Linked DNA regions of Mus musculus: region 1 is linked to region 2. The links are chromatin contacts, called in public Hi-C maps. All regions are on one chromosome and are shown on one strand. The core of a region is the stretch at or near the end of the contact, and the rest is flanking DNA. Distances in the headings are between cores, read along the strand shown. Region 1 holds the start of Gm29679 (predicted gene, 29679). Region 2 overlaps Zmynd8 (zinc finger, MYND-type containing 8).

The links. A called contact is a pair of places that touch in the nucleus more often than the background predicts.
Region 1: a contact with region 2 is called in a Hi-C map of pro-B cells, with 7 times the contacts expected there. The contact joins two enhancer-like sites. A contact is called at or near these places in 2 of 15 datasets of contacts at CTCF or cohesin (embryonic stem cells and large pre-B cells), 11 of 484 Hi-C or Micro-C datasets (the G1E-ER4 cell line, the N1E-115 cell line, cortical neurons and 6 more), 5 of 115 datasets of contacts at active chromatin or transcription factors (SST interneurons, T-cell acute lymphoblastic leukemia, bone marrow-derived macrophages and 2 more) and 1 of 9 other capture datasets (embryonic stem cells).

The regions. Positions count from the first base shown.
Region 1 is chr2:166,558,943-166,564,998 of GRCm38.p6, reverse strand. It overlaps Gm29679 (predicted gene, 29679), which reads right to left and starts at 477. Exons shown (of 2, transcript NR_152154.1): 1 at 149-477; 2 at 1-58. Within about 2 kb of position 3,023, at least 9 of the 459 cell types and tissues checked have an H3K27ac peak or open chromatin away from gene starts, as enhancers often do. A contact at or near this core is called in pro-B cells, where this site is marked.
Region 2 is chr2:165,829,596-165,835,550 of GRCm38.p6, reverse strand. Zmynd8 (zinc finger, MYND-type containing 8) reads left to right here. Exons shown (of 23, transcript NM_001363020.1): 9 at 584-661; 10 at 2,127-2,242. Among named protein-coding and RNA genes, the nearest start is that of Gm11465, 49 kb to the left of the region's middle. Within about 2 kb of position 1,495, at least 31 of the 459 cell types and tissues checked have an H3K27ac peak or open chromatin away from gene starts, as enhancers often do. A contact at or near this core is called in pro-B cells, where this site is marked.

The DNA of each region.
Region 1 (6,056 bases), core at 1,774-4,273, 730 kb before region 2:
ACTGGAGGCAGGGTGTCTGACTTTGAGCCAGTGCTGTCCTTGGATCTGGTGAGAAGACCTGGGAACATAAATTGCACACTTGACCCTACCGGGTGCAGGTGTCTGTGTTCCGTCTGGTGGGACTTTCAAGCCGAGGGGAAGGGCTTACCTTATGACTTCTGAGGCTAGAGTTCTTGCCTCTGTCCCCTGATCCTACAGCCCCTGTGCTTGCCCGAAGGAATGTCACTACCTCTCTCAGAGGCTCAGTTTCCTTCACGACAGCCTGGCCCTGAAGTAACTTTCTGAAGGCATGTAGAGCCCAGCCTGTCCAGCAGAGGGCACCAGGGACCGCGGATTGCCCAGAGGTAGCAGTTGCCTGGTAGGGTCCTTCCTAGGGGCTTCAGACACAGTTTGGCCACAGGTGCCCTCATTGAGGACAACGCCTGCCTGCAGGGGTGGCTGAGGCTAGGCTGTTTGGATAAGCGGCCAGGCTGAAAGGCCGAATGACGTATAAGCGTCTTTTCGTTAGTTTCTCAACGGTTTTTCTTAGGTCTCTCTCTCTCTCTCTCTCTCTCTCTCTCTCTCTCTCTCTCTCTCTCTCTCTGGTCATTATTTTTGATTCTGTCCTCCCCTCCCCCCGCGCCCCTCCCCCCCCGCGCCCTTTCTGGGTTTTCTTTGCCTTGTGCTGGGTCTCTGGGCGTGATTTTGGGTGTTTGTTTGTTTGTTTGTTTGTTTTTCTGTTCTTTCCTCTTCTGTTCCCTTCTCTCCTTTGCCCTTCGTCTTTCTTCCATTTGGATCCAGGAGAACACAGGAAACCCTTGTCACCCACAGAGGTGCTTGTGGGGGGTGTGGCCGCTAAACCATGCTTACTGTCTTCCCCCAATTCCCCCACTTACCACTGGAACCATTTAGAACTATGACCACCAGGTGGCGCTGTGGGCAAGGCTGTCTTGAGAGGGAGCCCCTGCCTGCTTCAGAGTTAAGAGGCAAGGCAGAGGGGTAGTGGGGGCCAGGGGGTGTTCAGGAGTCACTTGAAGGTAGAAACTGCCCACATGCGTATGTCCCGACGCCTTTGAAGAACCAGTTGTGACATTCAGACCTGACACAGTGCTCAGTGACTTGGTGACACTCTTACCACTCTACAGAGGGGGAAAAAAAAAACCCACTCAGTTGGCTTAAGGGTCAGATGAGTAGTTCCAGATGCAGTTCCCAGTCAGAGGCAGGGGCATTACATATGACAAACAGGAGCCACCAAAGCCATTGGATTTTTTTGTTGTTGTTGTTTTTTGTTTTGTTTTTGTTTTTGTTTTTTGTTTTTTGTTTTTTCGAGACAGGGTTTCTCTGTGTAGCCCTGGCTGTCCTGGAACTCACTCTGTAGACCAGGTTGGCCTCGAACTCAGAAATCCGCCTGCCTCTGCCTCCCAAGTGCTGGGATTAAATGCTTGCGCCACCACCGCCCGGTGCCATTGGGTTTTATGGACTCTCTTTCAGATATGCCACAGGAGGGCCTGGCTTTATTCTGGGAACCCAAGCAGCAGAGAAGAAAGTGGAGAAGAAAGAACTGAACGGGCCTGAGCTCATCACTGGGAAGAGAAAGTGACTTTGTTAGTGTGAGCTCTGCTTCTACGCGTTCAAGGGTGACTGCTAGTCTTAGCAGCATCTTGATTGGATCTGGGGTCAACTAAGAGATGCGTTTGGGTGGATGGGTGAAAGTGTTTTCCCGAAGGACTAGCAGATGGGGGAGGAGGGAGGCCATCCCCCGGAACGGATGGCACCTTCCAGGATGGCCCAGATATGAAGAGTTCTGAAGGAAAGGCAACACTAATTATCTTACTTAAGATTTCTGTGCGGTGATGAAACACCAGGACCAAAAAGCACGTTGGGGAAGAAAGGGTTTATTGGGCTTACACTTCCACAGTGCTGTTCATCACCAAAGGAAGTCAGGGCAGGACCTCAAACAGGGCAAGAACCTGGAGACAGGAGGTGATGCAGGGGCCATGGAGGGGTGCTGCTTACCGGCTTGATTTTCTTGGCTTGTTCTGTCTGCTTTCTTAGAACCTAGGATCACCAGCCCAGAGATGGCACTACCCACAATGGGCTGACACCCCCCCCCCCATTGATCACTAATTAAGAAAATGCCTTACAGCTCGATCTCAAGGAGGCATTTCCTCAAGTGAGGCTCCTAACTTTCTGATTAGCTTTTGTCGAGTTGACACACAAAACCAGCCCATACATTGCTTTAGCCTGTCCTCACTCACTCTTCACTGATGAGTGCATCTACCCAGATGCTGCTGCCGCCGCCGCCGCCACCATCCTTCACTGAGATCAGAACCTAGGTCCTTTGGCCTTCCAATCAATTCCAGATCGATGCCCAGCTTCTCTCTGGGAATCCTCCAGGTCTTTGGGACCAGGCTGAGGCATCCAGCCTCACTACTGAGTAGCTAGCAGGTTCGGAGCCTCTCCCAACAGCTACGGTTGGACTCAGTCCTGTGTAAGTCAATCCAATTGGTAAATCCCTTTGTGACATATATTCGTTCTGTAGGCTTTTCTCTGAAGAACCCTGAAGGACAGTGTGGGACACTCCTTCCCATATGGCCTCTTGCTCTGACTTCATTATATTTATTCCTCTGTGTGTGTGTGTGTGTGTGCGCGCGCACGTGCGTGCGTGCATGTGCGTGCATGTGCACACACACGTGTGGGAGTCAGTTCTTTCCTCTTACTTGTGAGTCCTGGAAGATTGGACTCTGATTGTCAGGCTTGGAGGCGAGTGCCTTTACCCGCTGAGCTGTCTCGCCTGTCTGCATACCTGCAGTTTTAGTTTGCTCTGGGACCCACAAAAGCCGACATTGGTCTCAGACAGAGGCAGAAGCCAGTCACAGGGCCCTGCCTCTCTGGCGATGACTGGTAGCCATCAAGTCACTTTTGACCAATGAAATGCATGGGTGCTGTGCTGGAGAAACTCTGGAAGGTTCTTTGCTCTGTGGAGGCTTCCAAGGAGCCTGTTTTCTCCTCCCCGCCCCCTTCCTTCCTGCTCTAACCATCATCTGGCCACTCCTTCCCACCTCTGCCGCCACCACCCTATCGTGGCTTGGAAGGTTCAGGGCCTTTGCATAAGCTGCTCTCTGCAGACAGTTCCCACGAATCCTGAGGTTCCTCCCTCTGGATCTGTCTCAGATTCCCTGTCGGTGAGGGTCACAGAGCTGTGTGGGCATGCTTCTCTGTCCTCACCAAGAATTTGTCTTTCTCTGCTTCCCCCGGGGCCTTCCTTAAATAGTGACTGAGTGCAGAGCTGGCAGGTCACTCCCCAGGCCCTTCTTTCTCTGCTCCAGCTCATCTGTCCCCAAGGCTGAGGATGAGCCAAAGGGCCCAAGGGGACATCTACTCCCAGTGAGCAGATGAGGTAGATCCAGGGTCCTGTTGGGGCCTATGAGACACCAGGGTATGGGCATTAGCTGAACACCTACTGTGTGCTAGGCATGCATGGGGCACATCTCCTCAGCAAATGCTCATGATCACCCTACAGGGTCCCTGTGGGGAGGAAGGTAAGGACAGTGACAGAAGTCAGCCCACACCTCCATAGCTAAGGAGCCTCACAGTTAAGAACTGGGCCCCTGGCACCTGGGTCCAGGGCCTTGGTCGTATTCCAGGTCTCCCGCCAGAGCAGAATGGACGGTACAAGATGACCCAGGACACCGTGCATTTAAAGCTGTGGAGACTGAGGGTGGCTGACAAGCCTCAGTGACACTTCACCTTGGCACTGTTCAGGAAATGAGAACCAGGTAGCCTCAGGAAATATGACCCCAGGTGCTGAGCATGACAGAGAGGGGTAATAGAGGGCTAGCCTCTGCCTGGAGCCCATGAACTCTGCACTGGACTTTCTAGGCTCCGGTTTCCGGGCCAGCGTCTTACTTCTGTGTGCCTCAGGTTTTCTGTACCATTCTCCCTGGGCCTGGTGCAGGCTGGAGGAGGAGGAGTAGTCATATGACAGGAGATTCTGTGACCAAAGGTCCTTTGTCGCAGCTGGAGGTCTGTACTGTATCTGCAGGGATCACTGGAGGTGACTAAAGTCATCAGGTGTGTGGAAGAAGGCCACCGGGGCAGGCCTGGCCTTGGGGAGGTCTGAGGGGCGTTTATACATAGCCCTGATTACACACAGAGACTCTCCACCCAGAGCCCCCAGAGAAGCACCGTGACCCCACCAGAGGTGAACCAGTGGGCTTGCTTCACTTGGGTGCTACACTTAGGCCAGAGATGGCGTTTGGAGGAGGCTAGGCTGAGAGCACATGAGTGGAGATGTTCTGGGCCACACAGAACCAGGGCCAGTGGGCATCACCTCCTCTCAGTGGGAACTCAGGATCACGGTCACGGGAAGTCTGATGCTATCCTCCCCATGCACACCCCCCCCCCCCGCTAGATGTGACGGCTGGAGTTTGAGCCTGGCATGAAGTAGAAGGTCCTGGATTCAAATTTCACCCTCGTTCTTGGCTGGCTTCAGGAAAGGTAAGGAGTTGGCCAACAGAGAGAGGAGCTGTGATTTTCAGCAGGCCGAGACCCTGCCCCAGCCACTGACAATGTCACAGGCTCAGCATGCTCCTGCCACCGTTGCTCCTGTGGCCTGGCCACCATAGACATTGGGAACTTTAGGAAGAGAGCTGGGCAGTTGCCCACGAGCCTCATTGGCTTGTGACAGCTTCTTTTGATTAGAGAGAATCCTGTTCTGTCCTGTACTGCAACTTCGGAAGATTCTGTGCTGCAGGGGTTGGGGGCAGGGGGCGGGGCTCTGAGCACATCACAGCAGTTAGTGAATAAACAGCCTTACCGTGGACACATGCGAATATGTGTGAGTGTGTGTGTGCATGTGTGCTCTGTCTATACTGCTGCCCCACCGAGCTTTGTCTTCTCAAGTCTCGGTGCTCATCACTGCAGCTAGTGACCCATGGCCTCACTGGGGACACATGTGCAAGTGTGTGGTGAATGTGTGTGCATGGGAGTGTGCACACGTGAGGGTGCATCTTGGGTATGGGTGCATAGTCCTGTCTGCAGGACAAGATTTACGGTCTTTCGTGGCTCCCTCCAAATTCTCAGGATCCCCTGGCCCTCAGAGGTGTGATGATGCTTCTGTGGATGTGTGTGACTGGCTGCCTCCTGCTCCCGCCATTCTGACATCCCCGCAGTGACGGAGAGGATCCCAAGAGGATCCCCTGGGATTGTTGGCTAACGTAAACCCTTTCTGCTCTAGGCTGCTTGTGGTCAGGACATTTGATCACAGCAACAGACATGAAACTAGAACAAAGGTCAGCTCCGCCGAGACCAGATCAAAGCAGTGTCCAGCCCACAGGACACAGCCAATATCCGTGAAGGAGATGATTGATTGATGGAACGATTGGTCGCTCTGTGGGCAGGGGATGCTGGCCACAAAGGCAGAAGGAGCCCGTGTGGGTCCCCAGCACTGCTGTTAAACAGAACAAAGCAAAAAAAAAAAAAAAAAAAAAGCAGGGTATAGTGGGTGGAGACTGGTGAATCCCCTCAGCTCATTGGCCAGCCAGTCTGACTGAGCTGGTGAGTTCCAGGCTTAGTGACAGAGCCTGTCTCAAAAAACAAGGTGGAAATGGATAGAGGTGACACTTGGCATCAACTTCTGGCCCCCACATGCTCGGACACTCGTGCACCCGCATGTACCTGTGCATTTACCTAGAAACAGGCACTCACAAACACATGCATATCCTACACTCATACACATGTGTGCACATACCCTCCATACACACAGATGCATACAACACACACACACACACACACACACACACACACACACACCCTAGAAAAGCTCACTCCGACACTATGAGTAGGTTCAGCTCTAACTCTCCTACCTCACACCCCACCCATCTCTCTCAAAGCCTCCCGCATCTGAGAACTGATGGGAAATTTATTTATTTATTCTGATGAATATGTATTACTTCTTCTCAGACAAGATATGCATGTTTTAATAAGGAGCGTCTAGAGACACGATTCTTAAATCCAGGGACATCACCCCAATAACGAGAATGTAAGGCGATGATGAGGGTGGTGGGGATACTTAG
Region 2 (5,955 bases), core at 246-2,745:
TGGGTTCTAAGCTGTGCTGTCCACCTGTTTGAATATCATCTTAAAGGTGGGCAGGACAGCCATGGTGTGGCTGATGTCCTGGTTGTTATTAGTCAGTCAGCAAACTGAGTGTGTACTGTTGTGAACCTATGGTCTCAGCACTTGGGAGGCGGAGGCAGGAGACTCTCTTGGTCACTTTGAGGCCAGCCTGAGCTACCTGGCAAGATTCTGCCGCTCTCTGCCTGCCCTGTAATACAAAAGAAGAACTAGCCGGGCGTGGTGGTGCACGCCTTTAATCCCAGCACTCGGGAGGCAGAGGCAGGTGGATTTCTGAGTTCGAGGCCAGCCTGGTCTACAAAGTGAGTTCTAGGACAGCCAGAGCTATACAGAGAAACCCTGTCTTGAAAAACCAAAAACCAAAAAAACAGAAGAAGAACTAAAAGAAGAAAATCTGATCTTGAAATGAAAGTCCAAGCACGGAAAGGGGTCGGGGATTTAGTAGGGCTTCCAGATGGGGGACCCCCGGGAGCCCCACACTCTTAGTAGGGCTTCCAGATGGGAGGCCCCGGGGACCCCACACTCTAATGTATCTTTCTCTTTACAGATGAATGAAATCGAAGTCTGTCCAGAATGTTATCTTGCAGCTTGCCAAAAACGAGACAACTGGTTCTGTGAGCCCTGTGTAAGTTGGATCCCGTTCTTTGGTTTCACTTTTGGAAACTCTGGTGCCTTTGGTGGCTACACCGAGATGACCCTCTCCGGGGACTTACGAGACGAGACTGGGAAGCTCTAATGGAAGTTGTTCTGAAAAAGTCAGGGCGGAGGGGAACTGAGCAGGCTTTGGCGGCCTCTTGGGCGGAACCGTTTTGTTCCAGAATTAAGTGTCCTGGTAACTGGGTTGACTGTCGAGGGGGACTGTGACAATTGGGGTGCAGACCATAGGATGTGTCAGAACCGCAGCTGCAGCTTGCTGTGTCATTTGAAATAAAGTCTGGTTAGTTCCTGTTTTAAGACCCTAGATACACATCCCTGGGGGACTGTCTGTCTCTCCAGAGAGATCGTTGGTTTATGGAAGTGCAAAGCTATGTGGTAAACTCTTCTTCGACAGTGTTGGGCGTTGACCAAATCCAGTACGTTTTAAGCAATGGTTTCCAGCCTTCCCAATGCTGTGAGCCTTTGGTACAGTTCCTTTAGCCGTAAAAACGTTTTGCTGCTATCTCCTAACTGTAATTTTGCTGCCGTTATGGATCATAGAGTAAAATTATATTTTCCATTGACCTTAGGGGAGCCGAGACCCACAGGTTGAGAACCACTGGTCTCCAGAGTTGGGCATGGTGAGGTGGAGAGAGCGGTGGCGTGGAGGGTTCGAACAGGCAAGACCGGCTAAGTAAAGGATGGCTCAGGCCTCTCCTTGCCTCTGGAGATAAACACCAGTGGAGCTAAAGCTTGGGGGAGCCCCAGCACACAGTATGGCTCCTGCAGCTTCTTACTTTTGTGTAACTCCACATTTTGTACAAACTTAGCACAGAGTAGGTGGTGACTGTTTCTGCGGTGCCTAAGGAGGTGGACTTTTTGGGTCAGCCAGGACCCAAGCCTTATTCACTCTTTTAGCTTTCAGCTTCGCGCAGGCGCTGTTCAGGCTACACGCCTGCCGGGGGTCCCCTTGCTTGCCTGGCTCATGTCCTATTTTGCTTTCTAATTACTGTGATAAACACCCAGGCCTGCAGCAGCTTGGGGAGGCATGGGTAAATTTCATCTTCTAGCTTATATAGTCCTTTATCCAGGGAACTTAAGACAGGACCTGGAGGAGATCGGCTCACTCCGCCTTGCTTCTCAGGGCCTGCATAGCTTGCTTTGTAAATACACCCAGGACCACCTGCCCAGCAGCGGCTTGGACCCGCCCACAACAGATGTCAATCAAGGAAACGCCCTCCAGCTCTGTCTACAGGCCTGTCCGACGGAGGCTGTTTCTTACTTGAGGTTCCCTCTTCCCAGATGACTCTGCTTGTGCCAGGTTGACGGAAGCCTAATTAATCAGCACAGGGCTGTGCCCTCCCTGCCTCCCTGCGTTCAGGTTACCTTTCAGACTTGAATGTGTGTCTTGCTGCCAAATATAACGCCAACCCTGCCTTTTGTTGTTCTTCTAGAGCAATCCGCACCCTTTGGTCTGGGCAAAACTGAAAGGATTTCCATTCTGGCCAGCGAAAGCTCTGAGGGACAAAGACGGGCAGGTTGACGCCCGTTTCTTTGGACAACATGACAGGTGGGAGCTTAAAACAGGCTGTGCGTGGAACTTTGGAGAATGCCATCACAGAGTGAAGGTGGCGGAGGGGTACTGTGTTGTTCTTAAAAGCGAACTCTACCTTTATTTATTTATTTATTATATGTAAGTACGCTGTAGCTGTCTTCAGCCACTCCAGAAGAGAGCATCAGGTTTCATTACGGGTGGTGGTGAGCCACCATGTGGTCGCTGGGATTTGAACTCAGGACCTTTGGAAGAGCAGTCAGCGCTCTTAACCACTGAGCCATCTCACCAGCCCGAACTCTACCTTTTATCACTAGTGACTACGGCTATTGTTTTTATATATTGTCTTAGCAGCCTGTGACCTTGTTATTGCAAAATGTTTTCTGGTTGTCTGCCAAGCTTGGTGAGGGGGGGCTTCGTCCAGGTGTTTTGGAGGGTTAGCTTCAGGCGTGTTGGGAAAGAACCTCGCCTCCCTGGTTCTCTTGGTTGGATCTGGCTTCAGAAGGAGTTCCGTGGCTCTGTGGCCTGCTGTTTGATGTAGACTTATTTATCCCTTCTGTCTTCCTGGAGTAAATGAACACCTCTGTGCAAACCGCTTTTAAAAGTAATGCTTTCAGGACCCTGAGGTCGTTTCCCAGTTTGCCACTAAACGAAGCTCCTAGCATAAGATGGAGTACCTCCCCTCCTCATCCGCCTTCCTGTGTATCTAAACTGGGAAGTGACAGAGGGGATGATGTTTTGACAGACTCAAACCCTCCCTCCCAGCCTCCCCAGCCTCCCCTTTCCTTCCTGCACAGGCTGAGTGGAGTTATGGAGTCGCTCCAGTAGCTCCCTTTGCTTGGCGCCCCGTCTGCCTGTGAACACCAGGTAGTCAGAGACACCACTTACCATGCAAATTCCCTCGGGATTAAATGAAGCAAAGGTTCCTTGGGAGTATGGCCCCACCCCCGCATCTTGAGAAGATGTAGGAATGCAGTAGGGGTTAAACTCATGTGCCGCACAGAAAATAGATTTTTTTTTTGTGATAATCGGCATCTGAATTAGCATGCTCACTCTGTCACGTGCTTGGCTGATGAATCAAAGCAAAAAAGAAATGAAAAATCTCAATATTAGAGAGATTGAGTTTCTTACAGAAATTCCAGTGGTTCCCCCTGTCAGGAGAATAGGTGAGTTCTTGAGGTAATACTGGCTTTGGCGGGGTGCAGCACAGTTTAATTTTCCCACCACCACTCCCCCGTCTGTGGGGGGAGGGGCTCATGTAGCTTCAACTGGTCTCAACTTGTTTTATGTTGGACTCCTGATCTTCTTTGCCCACATCCTGAGTGCAGAAATTCCAGGCGTACACCTAGACACCTGGTAGTGTGTTGTTGGGGATGGATCCCAGGCTTCCTGTAGGCTAGGCAAGCCCTCTCCCCACCCTGTCCTGGTAGAATTCATCCCGAATGTCAGCATTCCTTCAGTTAAAGGAATGTGCTCCCTCGGGCTCTCTCCCATGGTGCATTGCTTCAGCACGCAGGCAGACACTTGTCCAAGCTAGGCTCCCTGTCTCCCATCTGTAGGAAATGCTTGGTATGAAGGCCCTGGTGGACCTGGCTAGATGGGCAGCGCCCAGTGAAGGGCTGTGTCTGGAGCCTGGGCTGTAATTAGTGGTTTGAACTGGGTGCTCTGGGGAGAGGCAAGTAAGAATTTGCTTTCTGTTTTTAGAGCAGGAGGAGCTGGCGGCTGGCTGTGCCTTAGCCGGCTCCTCGAAGAGCATTTGAGGTGTTCGCCATCTTAATGGGTTAAGACTCTCCTGTGCTAATCTGGTGGGTTGCTTTTAGGCACGGTGGCCCCACTGTGGTTGTGTGAACAGTACCTTAATGCCAACACTTTGGAGGCCTAAGGTATCCCCATCTGAAGGAACTGGGGTGCACACTCTTCCCAGGAGAATTCTTGGTTCTGGGTGAGCCCCCATCTCTCCCCAGACAGGGTTTTTTTTTGTTGTTGTTGTTGTTTGTGATAGCCTTGGTTATGGTAGACTTATGTTTGTTTGCTTGGTTGTTTGGGACAGGATCTCTCTGTGTGGCCCTGGCTAATCTGTGGAATTCCTATATAGACCAGCCTGGCCTCAAACACTCAGAAATTCGCCTGCCTCTGCCCCACCCCCTGTGCTGGACCAAGGGTGTGCGCCACCACACCTGTCCCTAGACAGTCTTAGTCACTCCAGGCGGCCTCATCTGCAGCCTCCTTCGCAGAGATGTGAGGAAAAACGGTGATATGGGGACCCGAGAGTGCCCGACAATAGACTCTTCGATTGGGGGCCCCAAAGTGAGGCGGGTCAGGCTAAGTGACAGCCCAGAGCCCTCTACTGGGAGGTCAAGGTGATCGGTCTGAGTTTGAACCCATAGGGCCTCCAGCAGCGGTCATGGGAGGCTCTGTAGGCTCCCCCTTCAAAGAATTGCCGCTTGGTTTTAGATCTATGTGCCGTGATCTAAAAATATAGGAACTCTTATGCCGAATGAGTGCAAGGCTTAAGGAAAATACCTGGGGTTACAGTCACTTTGTCACCCTTTGTGAAGTGCCTGCTTTTAATGTCAGTCTAACTGATGAGAAAACTGGGCCCAGAGTACAATGGCTTGCCCAAGGTCCCTCTGGGAAAGAGCCTGGCCCCGAGGCTGCTGGGGCTCCTCCCTCAGGCTTTCTGTGTGAATAAATTCTCATTTCTTTTTAAGGACAAAGAGCTTATTCTTGTCTAGGCCCCTTAGGTGACTTGGGAACCTGGGGGGTGGCTGGACAGTTATGACCTTGAAACCATACCAGTGTAGAGTGGGACAAGGAATTTGGGCCTGTGGCCCCTGGCTGAGGGGAGGGTCCTGGTGTTGACTCACAATTGTGGCATTTGCTGTCTTGGTGTTCTCCTAGGTAGGAAATGTCCCCGGGCTGGGGACCCTAGTGATTCTGACCTCTCCCTTCCCTAGCCTGGAGCCCTGTCTCTTGTAGGTATTTTGTTTCTGTTCAACCTCGGTAGGGTCCACCTGACTGGATCTAACGGTCTTCAGGTCCCAGCAGAGAGGTATCCCTAGCACACACAGGGAGGGGGACCGCTCTCCAAGGCCAGCTGCGTGCTTGGGGGTTCTCACGTGCAGCCAGGCTGTGTGCCGAGCTTTGCCTCTTCATTTCTTCCTCAGATGTAGGGGTTCAATGCTAGCTGTTGACATGGTGTAAAATGTTGTAGACGCCGGGTGGTGGCGGCGCACACCTTTAATCCCAGCACTTGGGAGGCAGAGGCAGGTGGATTTCTGAGTTTGAGGCCAGCCTGGTTTATAAAGTGAGTTCCAGGACAGCCAGGGCTACACAGAGAAACCCTGTCTTGAAAAAACCAAAAAACCAAACAAACAAACAAAAAAACAAACAGAAAAAAAAAATGCTGTAGAAGTATCCCTCTGTTCTCTTCAAAGGTCAGGAAGGCTGGGCAGGGCTGGATCCAGTGTTGTAAGTGGGCACTTCAGACATAGCTGCATAGATGGTTCTCTTCTCGGAGCAAGAATCTTCTCTCCCCTGGCTCCCACCACATCCCATGGCTTTATGGAAGGCTTCTGTTGGAGGTCCAGGAAACCCTTAAAGGTCTCCACAGGAAAGTTACAAACTAGGTTGAGGCTGTAGAGGCTGGAGTGCACAATTGGCGAGGTGTTCTGCTGTCCGTTCTCCGCAGGAGTGGTGGTTGGGCTGTTCTCAGACCTTCCCGAGGTCCT